3 separate regions of the Mus musculus genome follow, and all the other regions are linked to region 1. Evidence: chromatin contacts called from public Hi-C and promoter capture Hi-C data. All regions are on one chromosome and are shown on one strand. The core of a region is the stretch at or near the end of the contact, and the rest is flanking DNA. Distances in the headings are between cores, read along the strand shown. Region 1 has its middle 80 kb from the start of Sucla2. Region 2 holds the start of Esd (esterase D/formylglutathione hydrolase). Region 3 holds the start of Cpb2 (carboxypeptidase B2 (plasma)).

Region 1 (3,996 bases), core at 412-2,911:
TTCTCTCAATGGCATCACCACAAGTGGATCTCAGCGATGCAATGTAAGGTGAACCAATACATGTGTGTCCTTAGAAAAGAATAGAGAGGTGGAGCAAAGGAAACCAATGCTCTAGCTCCAACTGTCTGTGTGGTCACATTTATACTCCTTCATCACGTGTCCAGTCACGTAGTAAATGTGCACTATATTTCTCAAAGTGTATCCACAGTATAGAACAGAAAGGACTAGAGAGGCATCCTCTGCTCTCTCTCCTTGATGTTTTATGGTTTTATGTATTTCTGATGACTTGAGATATGGGGCTTTGCTCATCACAGGGACTGCTCTCCACCAGAAACAGGAAGGGTACTATTACCTTCGAGAGACCTTCTATGCAGAACAAACAGAAATCCTTATTTCTGAAGACATAGAAGACAATCTGAATCATTGGGCCTTGCTGTTCCCCAGCTGAGCACATACATACACACACACACACACTCACTCGCAGAGAGAGAGAGATTTGCACAAAATTGGGCACATCAATATTCTCTCAATGTTCCTGGTCTGTAGATAAGTCTGGAGGAATTGGTGGTTAAAGTTCATTCCTATCTTGATAGTTCCTGATCCCTTGATTTCAGAAGTACAAAAAATGTATGTGGCATATGCATCAATCTATGTTCCTTGCCCCCAAACTCATCTATTGAGGCCCCAGGCCCCAGTATTTCAGAATGGAACAGTGGTTTTAAAGAGGTCACTAGGGGTAAATGAGATCCTATGGATAGGCTCTTGTCCAATCTAACTTACAGCCTTTTAAGAAAAGGACTAAAGGCCAGGCATAGTGGTGCATACCTCCAATCCCACCACTCTCAAAAGCAGAGACAGATGGATCTCTACATGTTTGAGGCCAGCCTAGTCTACATAATAAGCTTTTTTAAAAAGCCAAAGCTATATAATTAAGACTCTATTTAAAAAAAAAAAAGGCAGGAAGGAAGGAAGGAAGAGGGAAGGAAGGAAGGTCCAGGCAGTGGTGGTGCATGCCTTTAATCCCAGCACTTGGGAGGCAGAGGCAGGCAGATTTCTGAGTTCGAAGCCAGCCTGGTCTACAGAGTTGAGTTCCAGGGCAGTCAGGGCTATACAAAGAAACCCTGTTTCAAAAAAGAAAAAAGGAAGAAGGAGAGAAGGAGAAAGGGAAAGAGAAACAGGGAGAGGCAGAGAGAGAGAGAGAGAGAGAGAGAAAGGAGGAAGAGGGAAAGGAGGAGAGGGGAGGAGGAGGAGGGGGAGGAGGAAGGGGAGAAAAACAGGAAAAGATTAATGGCCATTTAAAGAAAAAGAGAAATTAATATGAGGAGGCCACACTCAAGGGAAGGGCATGTGAGGACAAGGAGACTTGCCATCTGCCAGCCAAGGTCAGAGGCCCTGGGAGAAGTTGATCCTGCCAACTCACTGATCTGGGCCTCTAGCCTCCAGAGCTGAGACAATAAGTCCTTATTGTTGAAGTCGAAGTCCATGGTACTTTTACCACAAGTGCAGATGGTATCAAGACCAACCGCTAAAACTTACATTGCCCAGGAAGACTTCCTCAGCAGGAAGCCACCCCATGATGTTTCTGATGCTCAGCCAGTCTGCCCGGGCTCGGTGCCATGACTAATCAGAAACAATTCCGTACAACAAACACTGACTGCATGCCAGTCACAGCGAGAGGCGTTGGCAAAACACTTCTAATTCTCCAAGGTCAGAGGCACTGGAGAGTGTACTCAAAGGACGGGTCAATCAGAAGTCCAACTTCAGCCAAAATCCAAGATTTCCTTTCTCACACATGTCATCGGGTTCTCAAACAACAAAGAGAGTTGCCTTGATCAGGATTGCTCCTGTCCGGGTGAGACACTAATAAGCCACCACTGGATGGAGAAAGAAGAAAGGCAACCCACAGAAATCCACATACTTGGGTTAGCGCCCTACAAAAGCCAAGGCTGCTCCCTGTGAGGAACCCCTAGCTTCAAGATAATGATGGAAAGAGAAAACTCAGTTCCAAGTCTGCCCCCTGAAACAGCTTCCCTCACTGAGGCCTTAAATTGCATTATGGGGAAAAGAAAAAAAAAAAAAAGAACAGGTTTGGAAGCATTTCAATAATATTCTCAGATATGCCCCCAAGAAGTATGGAGATGGGCTAATGCATACATGTAAGCTCTGACTGCACATAAATATATGATAATGCGGAAGAGAGGGAAGACAGGAAGAAAGATCCGGGGCTGCTGTACTTTTGTGACTGAATGCCCTGGCAGAGGTGGCAAGCTTGGGAATCTTGGGAAACCATTCCATCATCACAAATCCTCACACCAACATCCATGCTAAAAGAAGAAGAAGAAAAAAGTATCGTAGAATCTAGAGAGCACCCTTAATATCAAAGCCCCCCCCCAACCCACCAACTTGGAAATCCAGCACTACCAGGTGGTCCAGGGACAGAGCCCCTCTGTCAGAAGAGCTGAGCACTTAGTTCTCCAAGTGACAAAGCTCTAAGCCCAGCGATGGCAGCATGGCGCCAGATGGAGAGCAGGGCAGAGCAGTTTTCCCCTGATGTCCCTTTTGAAACATTCACTTTGTCTATGTCCTGCTCATGTGGAGAAAGCCGGTGGTTTACCATTCCAGGGTCCTTTCTCCAGAAGAACTGGCAGTTACTTTCAGGAACTGACTCTGCAAGTCTGAAACTCACCTTTGCCCTGTAACCACAGCCAGAATATGTGTCAAGTCCTAAGGGTCACCTCAGGTTAAACACCTGCTTGCCAGTCACCAGCTGGCTGTTGACCATGGGGACAGCAAACAGTTTTAGGTCCTCTAAGGACAATCCCTGCGGAGATTTAGAAACTGGGCGTGAGCCGGTTGTTAATGAAATACATAGCATAGCATGTGCCCAGGTTCTGATAAAGACTGGAGTGTCTGGCCCTAGCCATCTTTTCCATTGGCCTTAGATAAGTTACAAAGTATCTCTGGACACCTTTGTGCCTCCTGTAAGGAAGCAAATCTCTGTCACCCAGCTTCTGTTCCATCCATTGGTTCTTATTATCAGTTCTTCTTTCTTTGAAAACAATCATAGTATACATAAGACTAAGACTCCTATAAGCTATTAAAGGCACAAAGTATTAGGAATGCTACTTTTTTTTTACTGTATAGCGGCTATTTCTCTCTTTCCTGAGTATAAGGAGTGTGATGATATTGTTAGTTTGTTTCCACCTAAAAAAAAAAAAAAAAAAAAAAAAACAGATACAATAAAGTTCTAATTTTGATACCTCAGAATTTTGGAAATAGGGTTACTACAGATGCAATAGTTAATTCTGGGCCATAGTCCTACTGAGAGGGCCTCCTTACAATGGTGGCATCCTTATCAAAGGAGAAACTTGGGACTGGTGCCTACACAGAAGGAGGAAACTCTATGGAGATTAGTGTGCATGCCACAGAGCCAAAAAGCTATAGGAAAGCACAGATTCCTTAGTGCACCTCAGAGGGAGCAAGAGTGCCAGCACCTTGACCTCAGACTTCACTCCGGAACTTCAGGGGACTGAGTTTTGATGAAGTCACTGATATTTGGCACCCTGTTAGCTGTAGCAACTGGATGATGGAGGTAACCCCCACTCTAAAGTCAGACTGGTTCACTTCCAGGTCAGGGGGACTAGGTTCTGTGAATCAGGCACATCTGACATGGCTGGCAACTCAAAGCAGTAATGACCGCAAGAACCCCTACCCCACCCCCACCCAGCTGACCCGAGGCAGCACCAGCCAACAGGAATCAGCATCTGCCATGCCCGCAGCAGGGTCTGTGCATGGCAGCAAGGACAGCAAACTACCCATTCTGCATCTGGGTCATGGGGTTCACTATGGTTCACCCGAGTTGCCCAGTAATATTTCATCTATTTCCTTCTTGCTCCAACAGAGGCAGCTTTTGCTTACTCTAGATCCTGGTGCATGTTAGGTCCTTGGTGTTTATCAATGTTGATGAAACCTGATATTAAAGCTGACTGGGGAAGC
Region 2 (4,252 bases), core at 308-2,807, 1.1 Mb before region 1:
TTTTACTGGCATTCTATTTGTTGAAAATCTTTTATGCCATAATTTACTCTGTCTCCTTTGTGTGTAGACACACCAGTAGTTGCCATCGTGTTAAAACTGCCTACCATATTCTATACCTTGTACATGTTCACACTCCAAAGTACCATCTAGGTTGCATAAGCTGATTCTGGTATGCTCACCCAAGAATGAACTTTCTTAAGTTTCTCAGGACCTATGTTGTTTGTTAAGATACAGTTGCCTCCAGACTTAGTCAGGGCTTAGTCACAGACCTTTGACAATGGCAACACACTTTTGCTGCTTCACAATGAATAAGCATATTCTGCTGCTTTGGGGAAGGCATAAATTCACAGTCCTGACCACCATTTCTTTACTCAAAGCCTGTCCTGCCTCCCCCCCCCTCTATTTCATTCTTAGTTCCCAACTCCCCCACCCCACGCCCCTTTCCCAGTTCTTGTCACATATTTTCCCCCTAACTCATAGTCCCTAAATTTCAAACACATCTTCTGGGCTGAAAAATCTAAATCTGTCTTTTCATATTCAAATTTTAAGCATTAGTGCCAAACTGCTATGCATTTATTTCGCATCGCTATAGCAAAACCCAACACATTTAAAATTAAACTTAGATCCTTGCCTGTACAGCCTATCTTATATCTGAAATGTCTCAAAAGTTGAACTTTAAAAGTTTCGTTGCACGCGCCCTAAATCCCTGGAGAACCAGGCGTTCGAGAACAGCCTGGTATACAAAGTGAGTTCCAGGACAGTCAGAACTACAATGTCTCAAAAACAAAATAAAACAAAATCTCAGTATCATCATAGCAATTATATATAGCTAAGAGCTAATTAAAACCTTAGTCTACTTTCTTACTAGTATGTCCCACTACAAACAATACTGTTATAGAAGCCTGGGGTTTCATTCCTTTAACTTTTCAAAGAATGCCTATAGATTGCTGACCATTAGGCCTAATATGGCCTACATAAAAAATGGTGAATTTTATTAATTTTAAATAACATAAGTGCCATCTTTCTGACGACTCAACCACAAATCACCTATGGACGGCCGCCTACACCTGAATTTTTACCACTGGGCACGGCCTCGAGCGCGCTGCCCAAGACACCTCAGGGCCCTAGTGGCGTCGCCTGCAGCCCAGGCTGGGATCCCGGAGGGAAAGCGTTCCCCGGGCTCCGCGCGGGAATGCTCGGCGAAATGCCGTCCCGGCGGGCACTCCACCAACCCGAGCATCCCAGCGAGCCTGGCGCCCCAGGTCACACATTGTTTCCAGCTCCCCGAAGTTAAAGCGATTAGCAGGCCCTGCGGGACGAGGCCTGCCTTACCGCGGCGGGAAGGGTGCAGAGATCGTCACCATTCCCCGCTGCTATCACCACCGCAGGTCTAGGCGTCCGCGCACAGCCGCCCGAAAACCAGGTAGTAGAGAATGCTTGGGACTCACGACCCATTCCATCTTACCTCGGTGAGGGGCAGCTTCTAACTCGCCAGGGAAGAAGGTTGGGGCTTCCGCCCCGAGCACTGCCTCTGGCTCCGCCCACACCATATGTCCCGCCCCGGCCTCCGGGGCGGGTCCCACGTAGAGGCTCCTCCCTTTGGGCCCGTCCCCTCCTTTGGCCGCTTACTCTGGTCCCCTCTCACGGCCCCGCCCTCAAGTCCCTCCCTTTCTCTGCCCCTCTCCTCCCCAGCCCTCCCTCCTGAGCTGCTCCCATTCTGAGACACCGCCCCCAGGGCGCGCACTCTCCTAGCAGACCTGCCCTATGGATACACCCCAAGGGAGACTAGGAGTTCCCGGACCCCGACCCTCCCCTACAAGGCCATTCCCAAGAGACTTTTCGCCGGGTTCCTGTTTCCGCGGTGTGTCAGGATGAGCCAAAAGTGTGTCTGTCATGACACTGGACCTCTAGACCTCTGTAACTTGCTTCAGATGCTCCCAGAAGGCAACAAGAGAATGAGGCTCTAGTACACCAGCTGGCCTCTCCCAGTTAACTTGTGGAAAGGGCTTGTGTGGAACTCTGCAGTTGTTTGGAAACCTGAGCAGAAATTTCACATTTCCACCCTCATTCCACATCTACTCTGCACCTGCTTGATTTGGAGCTTCTAGGAGGAGGACACATTCATTAACTCTTTTCAATGTCCATTTTTTTCTCCCCTCTTCCCTCAATAAAAGTTGAACTGTGTCAGGGTTTCTGGTTAATCATTTACAGCAGTTCTCAACTTCATCCAATTTAACCAGCAAGTGTACTTTGTTCAGAAAATTAAATATTACAAGCAGTTTTTAAAACCAGTATTTAGGCTGCTAGGTTGTGGATACTATGTATAACCTGTAAGATTGTCTGGTTTAATAATCACGCAGCCTGTGCATTTGCAACAAACTGTCAGAAGGACCCAGTGCCTGCTCTGTGTGTATAGGCTCTCCATCTTAGTTTTGCTGGGGGACTTGCAAGTTATGTGGCTAGTCAGGCTAAAAAACAAGTAGGTGAGCTGAGCTCAGTGGAATATAACCTGTGTGGATGAGCTGCCACGCAGAACGTTGCTTTTCTGTGTCATGTGGCAGGCATTTGTGTACCTGTTTAATGGTTAACCAAAGAATGTTATTTTGAGAAAGCATTAAGGTAAATTCTTAAAATTATTATTATTAACAGAGTCTTAAATGTAATTCTGGCTAGCCTGGAACTTACTACGTAGACCGGCTGGTCTTGAACTCAGAAATCCCCCTACCTTTGTCTCCCGAATGCTGGGATTAAAGGTATACTCTATCACTCCCAAGCTAACTACTTTTAAATGTAATTTATTGGAAAGGTAATTTTTTTTCAAACTGAGTTTCACAACTGAAGTTATGAAAGATTACCCAAGTCTGCAAATTCTTTCTAATTGTTAAATGCTTGAACAAAGTTTAAAGGGTGTTCAATTAGTATCTTGATCTCTTTAAGGTACAAACTAACTCCAAAGAGTTCTTGTATCCATATTAGTGGTAATAATCATAATGACAGTTTCTCTCAGTCAGCATGAAATTATACTAGATCAAAACTTCTATTTTCAAGAACATTAATACTATATATTGTTATTTGGGTGTGAAAGTAAAGAAAACCGAATCTGAAAGTAATGTTGATATTTCTGATAATGAAAATGAATGAATAGTAATCACTTAAAGAAATATGTCCAAAATTACCTAGAGCAGTGGTTCTCAACTTTCCCAATACTGCAGCCATTTAATACAGCTCCTTGTATTGTGGTGACTCCCAACCATAAAATTATTTTTGTTGCTACTTTATAGCTGTAATTTTGCTACTGTTATGAATCATAATGTAAATCTCTGGTTTTGTTGTTTTGTTTTGTTTTGTTTTGTTTGTTTTTTGGGTTTTGTTGCTGTTGTTGTTTTGTTTTTTGTTTTTCGAGACAGGGTTTCTCTGTGTAGCCCTGGCTGTCCTGGAACTCACTTTGTAGACCAGGCTGGCCTCAAACTCAGAAATCTGCCTGCCTCTGCTTCCCAAGTGCTGGGATTAAAGGCTTGCGCCACCACCACCTGGCAAATATCTGGTTTTTGATGGCCTTACATGACCCCTGTGAAAGGGCCATTTGGCCCTCCAAAGGGGGTGCACCCCACAGGTTAAGCACTGCTGACCTCTAGGTCTGTGACTGAGAATATTCAGTTTCTCAGTTTGAATGAATATGAGCTATGAGCGGGATGCAACCAATAAAAGAACTCAATGAAAATGACGAAAACTCCAATCTGCTTCAGATCTGTGGGGATGGGAACTGTCTTGGCTTTCCAAAAACTTTATACACTGGGCTGGAGCATATCAGAAATGTATTTACTATGATTTTGAAGGCTGAAAATCGAAGATCAAGTAGTTGGGCCATTCTGTCCCTGGTGAGGGCTCTCTTTCTGGTTTGCAGAGGAGTACCTTGGTATAAGTTCACTGCAAAGAGCAGGAGTTCTGGTCCCTTCATCTTTTGCCAGGGACATCAGTCACACTTGTGAGGAGCTTGTACTTGTCTCATAGTTGTCACCATAATTATCTACTTCCAAATGCCAACTAAGGACTTACACTTCAATTTTCAATTTGAGAAATGCAAATGTTGAGTCTGCATTAAACTAATAGTCTACAAAAGGATGCTGGGGTTTTGGGCATCTAGATGCCTGATTCTAAAATACATGTTAACCTGTCAAGTTAATGAACCTAGGTCTGAGTCTAGCAATATGCACCTTTTAAAACCCTGTCTCTTTCCTCTGTGAATGAATTT
Region 3 (4,110 bases), core at 1,514-4,013, 1.6 Mb before region 1:
GGTGGTCTGTTCCTTGAGGTGAAAATAATGATTAGTTATGAGTGGAGGGGGCAGAACTAATAACTGAAAGAGAATGACTGGAATCGGGTACCCAGCCAGAGTGTGGCATTAACAAACCACATATGCTGTGGTCTACGATGCCCTCCATGCCCTCCTCTCCAAACCCTTCTCTTCCTTTCTGTCCATGTTTCTCATTTTTCTTTTCTCAATGGCCTGGGCTGACAGACTCCACTTAGATAATCATTGCACAATACAATTAATGACTTTGTTTACAAGATTCTTGCTAGTGTTTTATTTATTTATCTGGCCCTGAAAATCAACCGAATATGGAAATGTGGGCTTCAGTTGCCTTCCTCTTTGGCATATGGTATTTATGCCTTTATACAGGCTGTTTTGTGGTTGTAGTTCCAAGGCATTTCACGGATGAGAGTTATCAGCACGCGCCTACAAATCAACCACGAGGACATTGCTCCAACCCAAACTGTTATTAGGAAAATGATCACGGCAAGAAAAGTGTAACAAAGAACAGCTTCAGGCAAATGCCAGCTGGCTACTGCTTTCTGGAAAGGTTTAAATTCTAACCCCCAGAAATAAGAATTTATCAAAGGCTGTCACTCTGAATGAAATTAGATTTTTCTTTTAGTGGTAGTAATGGCTTACTCTTGAAAAAGCTCAGAAACACTGGGGGAGGGGGTTCATTTTATTATTTCTAGTGCAGGGGTGAGAGTTCGGAGCTCGGGGATGCTTCTGTCTCCAACATGGCCCCTCCTTTTCCTCTCACTCACAAGTAGGTCCTCCAGGTATGTGCAAGCACTAACTGTTTTCCATGTAGTATTAGTTGGCTAACTGTAACCATTTTCTCATCCTACTCTTCAAGCATACCTGTCTGTAGATTTCAGAGTGCATGCCGCAGCAAAGGATGTAAGAACCACGTGCGAGCGAGTTTTCTCCCTCGTGCCCATACCATTTCCCTTTGCCCGTCTCTTTCATTTGCATTATTTAGCTCCACTGAATAGGCACAGGCTTGATGATTTTGTAAAGATACGGTAAGATCTTTCCGTGTCTTGTGTTGCGATGAGTACCTTGTGTAATTTAGTATAGAATCATCATGGCAGCCTGGAGCCAGCTCAGTAGTGCACATCTGCAGTCCAGGCACATCGACTTGAGAGGCTTGGGCAGGAGATGAGAAATTCAGAGTCTACTTGGGTAACATAGAGAAGCCATTTGATAAAGTTGGGGCAGGGGAGGGGAGGGGAGGGGAGGGGAGGGGAGGGGAGGGGAGGGGAGGGGAGGGGAGGGGAGGGGGAGAACAGATCCCAAGTATAGGACAGGTATTTAAATAGCAGCATTGTGTCCAGCCTAGTACATGAGTCAAACACACTCCTAAATCACAAGAGATTTCTGCCCCCACCACTCAAAGACAATGATGTTGCCTCTACAGGAACTGGGTTAGGGTTAGGGTCAGGGTTACGGTTACAGTTAGGATTAGGGTTAGGGTCAGGGTTACGGTTACGGTTACGGTTAGGGTTAGATGATGTTATCAGAGTTGCTGCTACCTTCTAACAAAAGACAGTCATCAAGTTATGGAATATTAGAACCTACAAAGATCCTAAAATCATACTTACTTAACTATTAATAAAATATAGATGCACGAGTCACCAACTGTTCTAGCACTTCTGATCTTTGTATGAACTCATTAACAGCCAGTCTCTCACAATGGAATTTACTGCTTGCTACTTGACAATCACACTGAACAAAAGAGAATCAGCCAGCTATCCTAAACACAGCTTCAGCTGTACAACATTACCTGAATGAGTGAACATTCTATGGGTTTTCTAACTCAGAAAAGATTTTGACGCATAGACTTTTCCCCACCCAGACAGATCAAGTGCTGTCTCTCCCTGCGATTCTGTAAGAAGAAGACAAGGGCCCATCTCAGAGACAACTGGAAAAGGGTTATAGATACAAAACAAAAAAAAAGTATCACCATCCCAAAGTTATATGTCAATTTTAAAGCTTAGCCTCGCCTAGTTAATAATAATAACCAAGCAGGTATGCTGCAACTGTTATCCCATGTATTCAGTGTGCTCTAACATTTATTCATTTGTGTCCTAATTAGTTTACGGTCAAAGATTCTCAGGAAATCACTCCAACGAAGCTAATGAAGAAATAGCTAAGTTCTTCTATCCGTCCATTGTAACTCAGCACCCTCTCTCGGTCTCTGCTCAATGACTGTGTGTAATCCAGGTCTATTTCATACCTTTACCTTTAGCCTCTCCTATGCTCTATGAACAAGATTAAAACTTATTTATTTAGTTCATATATCTATGTGTTAAGGCAGGAAGAATATAAATCATGTGTTATGTGAAGGTACAGGCGATTCGTCAAGGTCCGATTTGTTTATTTAATCTCCATAGCCTCTGAGTATACTTATCACACTGGTAAAATGAAAGCAGAAAATGGAAAAAAAAAGTACTACTGATACCCTGTTATACCCAAACGACTTCAAGTCTCTGAAGGAACTGGCCTCTACCCAGTTGGCTCTCTATCCCAGGACACTACTTCTGCTCTGTGAGAGGCACACAAGTGGGAAGGACCCAGCCCGCCTAGGCCCCTGGTGTTACCTCTGAAAGGCGAAGCCATGCTGCTCATAGAGGATGATGGCTACCAGGATTCCAAGGCCATGAAGCTTCATCCCAACAGTGACTTGTGAGCAAGCCCTTGGGGAGAAAGTCCCAGGTAACTAATTGCCTAAGAGCCTTCTTTGCACACTGGTTAAAGTGTAACAGTGGGCTCCCTCTGGCTCCCGCAGCTCAGTTTACTGAGCCTCCACTCCCACAGTCTAAAAGAAACATACACGTACAATTAGTTAGGTCGTCTGATATCTGAACCCTCAAAAAACCAAAACAACAAATCATGATGATGAGCTCAACCATTGTGTTTAATTTAGACAATTTTAATCCTGGCATTGTGGCATGACGTCATGAAAGTCATGCAATTGAACTAAACAAACTCAAAAAGGTTCATGCTTTTAGTAAATTTCTGATTTTGCTTTGGGCCTCTTATAAATGCATTGTAGCAATTTGCTAAACACATGAAACTCAAGGAGAATGAAGACTGAAGTGTGGACACTATGCCCCTCCTTAGATTTGGGAACAAGACACCCATGGAAGGAGTTACAGAGACGGAGTTTGGAGCTGAGATGAAAGGATGGACCATGTAGAGACTGCCATAGCCAGGGATCCACCCCATAATCAGCATCCAAACGCTGACACCATTGCATACACTAGCAAGATTTTATTGAAAGGACGCAGATGTAGCTGTCTCTTGTGAGACTATGCCGGGGCCCAGCAAACACAGAAGTGGATGCTCACAGTCAGCTAATGGATGGATCATAGGGCTCCCAATGGAGGAGCTAGAGAAAGTAGCCAAGGAGCTAAAGGGATCTGCAACCCTATAGGTGGAACAACATTATGAGCTAACCAGTACCCCGGAGCTCTTGACTCTAGCTGCATATATATCAAAAGATGGCCTAGTCGGCCATCACTGGAAAGAGAGGCCCATTGGACTTGCAAACTTTATATGCCCCAGTACAGGGGAATACCAGGGCCAAAAAGGGGGAGTGGGTGGGCAGGGGAGTGGGGGTGGGTGGATATGGGGGACTTTTGGTATAGCATTGGAAATGTAAATGAGTTAAATACCTAATAAAAAATGGAAAAAAAAAAAAAAAAAAAAAGAAAAGAAAAAAAAAAAATAAATGCATTGTAGCTTGTGGATAGCCGGGTAGACACACCTAGGAGATAATTAATCCCTCAGAGAAGGCCTGGAATATTCTCAGAGGATATGATCTGATTCACGGAAGACTCACAGTCATGAAGACTGCCGAGACGATCCTGGTCCATGTCATGGAGAAGCCTCAGTGCAGAAGAATGCTTTCTTCCTCTGACTGTGTCCTTGTCAACATTTTCAACTTAGGTGAAGATAGAAGGTGAGTTTGCAAAATGTGGCTTAAAAAGCTGAGCAGCAGGGTCTGTGTAGAGAAGACTCTAGAGTCTCCATTAAAAATACCGTTCTTCTTCTCTTTTCTCTTCTTTTTTTTTTTTTTTTTTT

What was found. Promoter capture Hi-C pulls out the DNA fragments that hold promoters and counts their contacts. A called contact is a pair of places that touch in the nucleus more often than the background predicts.
Region 2: a contact with region 1 is called in a promoter capture Hi-C map of liver, with 7 times the contacts expected there. The contact joins the promoter of Esd here to the enhancer-like site in region 1. A contact is called at or near these places in 7 of 39 promoter capture datasets (the 3T3-L1 cell line, the HPC-7 cell line, embryonic stem cells and 2 more), 2 of 484 Hi-C or Micro-C datasets (liver and stem cell-derived germline stem cell-like cells) and 5 of 115 datasets of contacts at active chromatin or transcription factors (the NIH/3T3 cell line, bone marrow-derived macrophages, cardiomyocytes and 2 more).
Region 3: a contact with region 1 is called in a Hi-C map of liver, with 6 times the contacts expected there. The contact joins the promoter of Cpb2 here to the enhancer-like site in region 1. A contact is called at or near these places in 3 of 39 promoter capture datasets (liver and pre-B cells) and 1 of 484 Hi-C or Micro-C datasets (liver).

The regions. Positions count from the first base shown.
Region 1 is chr14:73,630,471-73,634,466 of GRCm38.p6, reverse strand. No RefSeq gene overlaps it. Among named protein-coding and RNA genes, the nearest start is that of Sucla2, 80 kb to the right of the region's middle. Within about 2 kb of position 1,661, at least 51 of the 459 cell types and tissues checked have an H3K27ac peak or open chromatin away from gene starts, as enhancers often do. A contact at or near this core is called in the HPC-7 cell line and liver, where this site is marked.
Region 2 is chr14:74,729,602-74,733,853 of GRCm38.p6, reverse strand. It overlaps Esd (esterase D/formylglutathione hydrolase), which reads right to left and starts at 1,557. Exons shown (of 9, transcript NM_016903.5): 1 at 1,466-1,557.
Region 3 is chr14:75,240,940-75,245,049 of GRCm38.p6, reverse strand. It overlaps Cpb2 (carboxypeptidase B2 (plasma)), which reads right to left and starts at 2,763. Exons shown (of 11, transcript NM_019775.3): 1 at 2,625-2,763. The coding sequence starts at 2,695.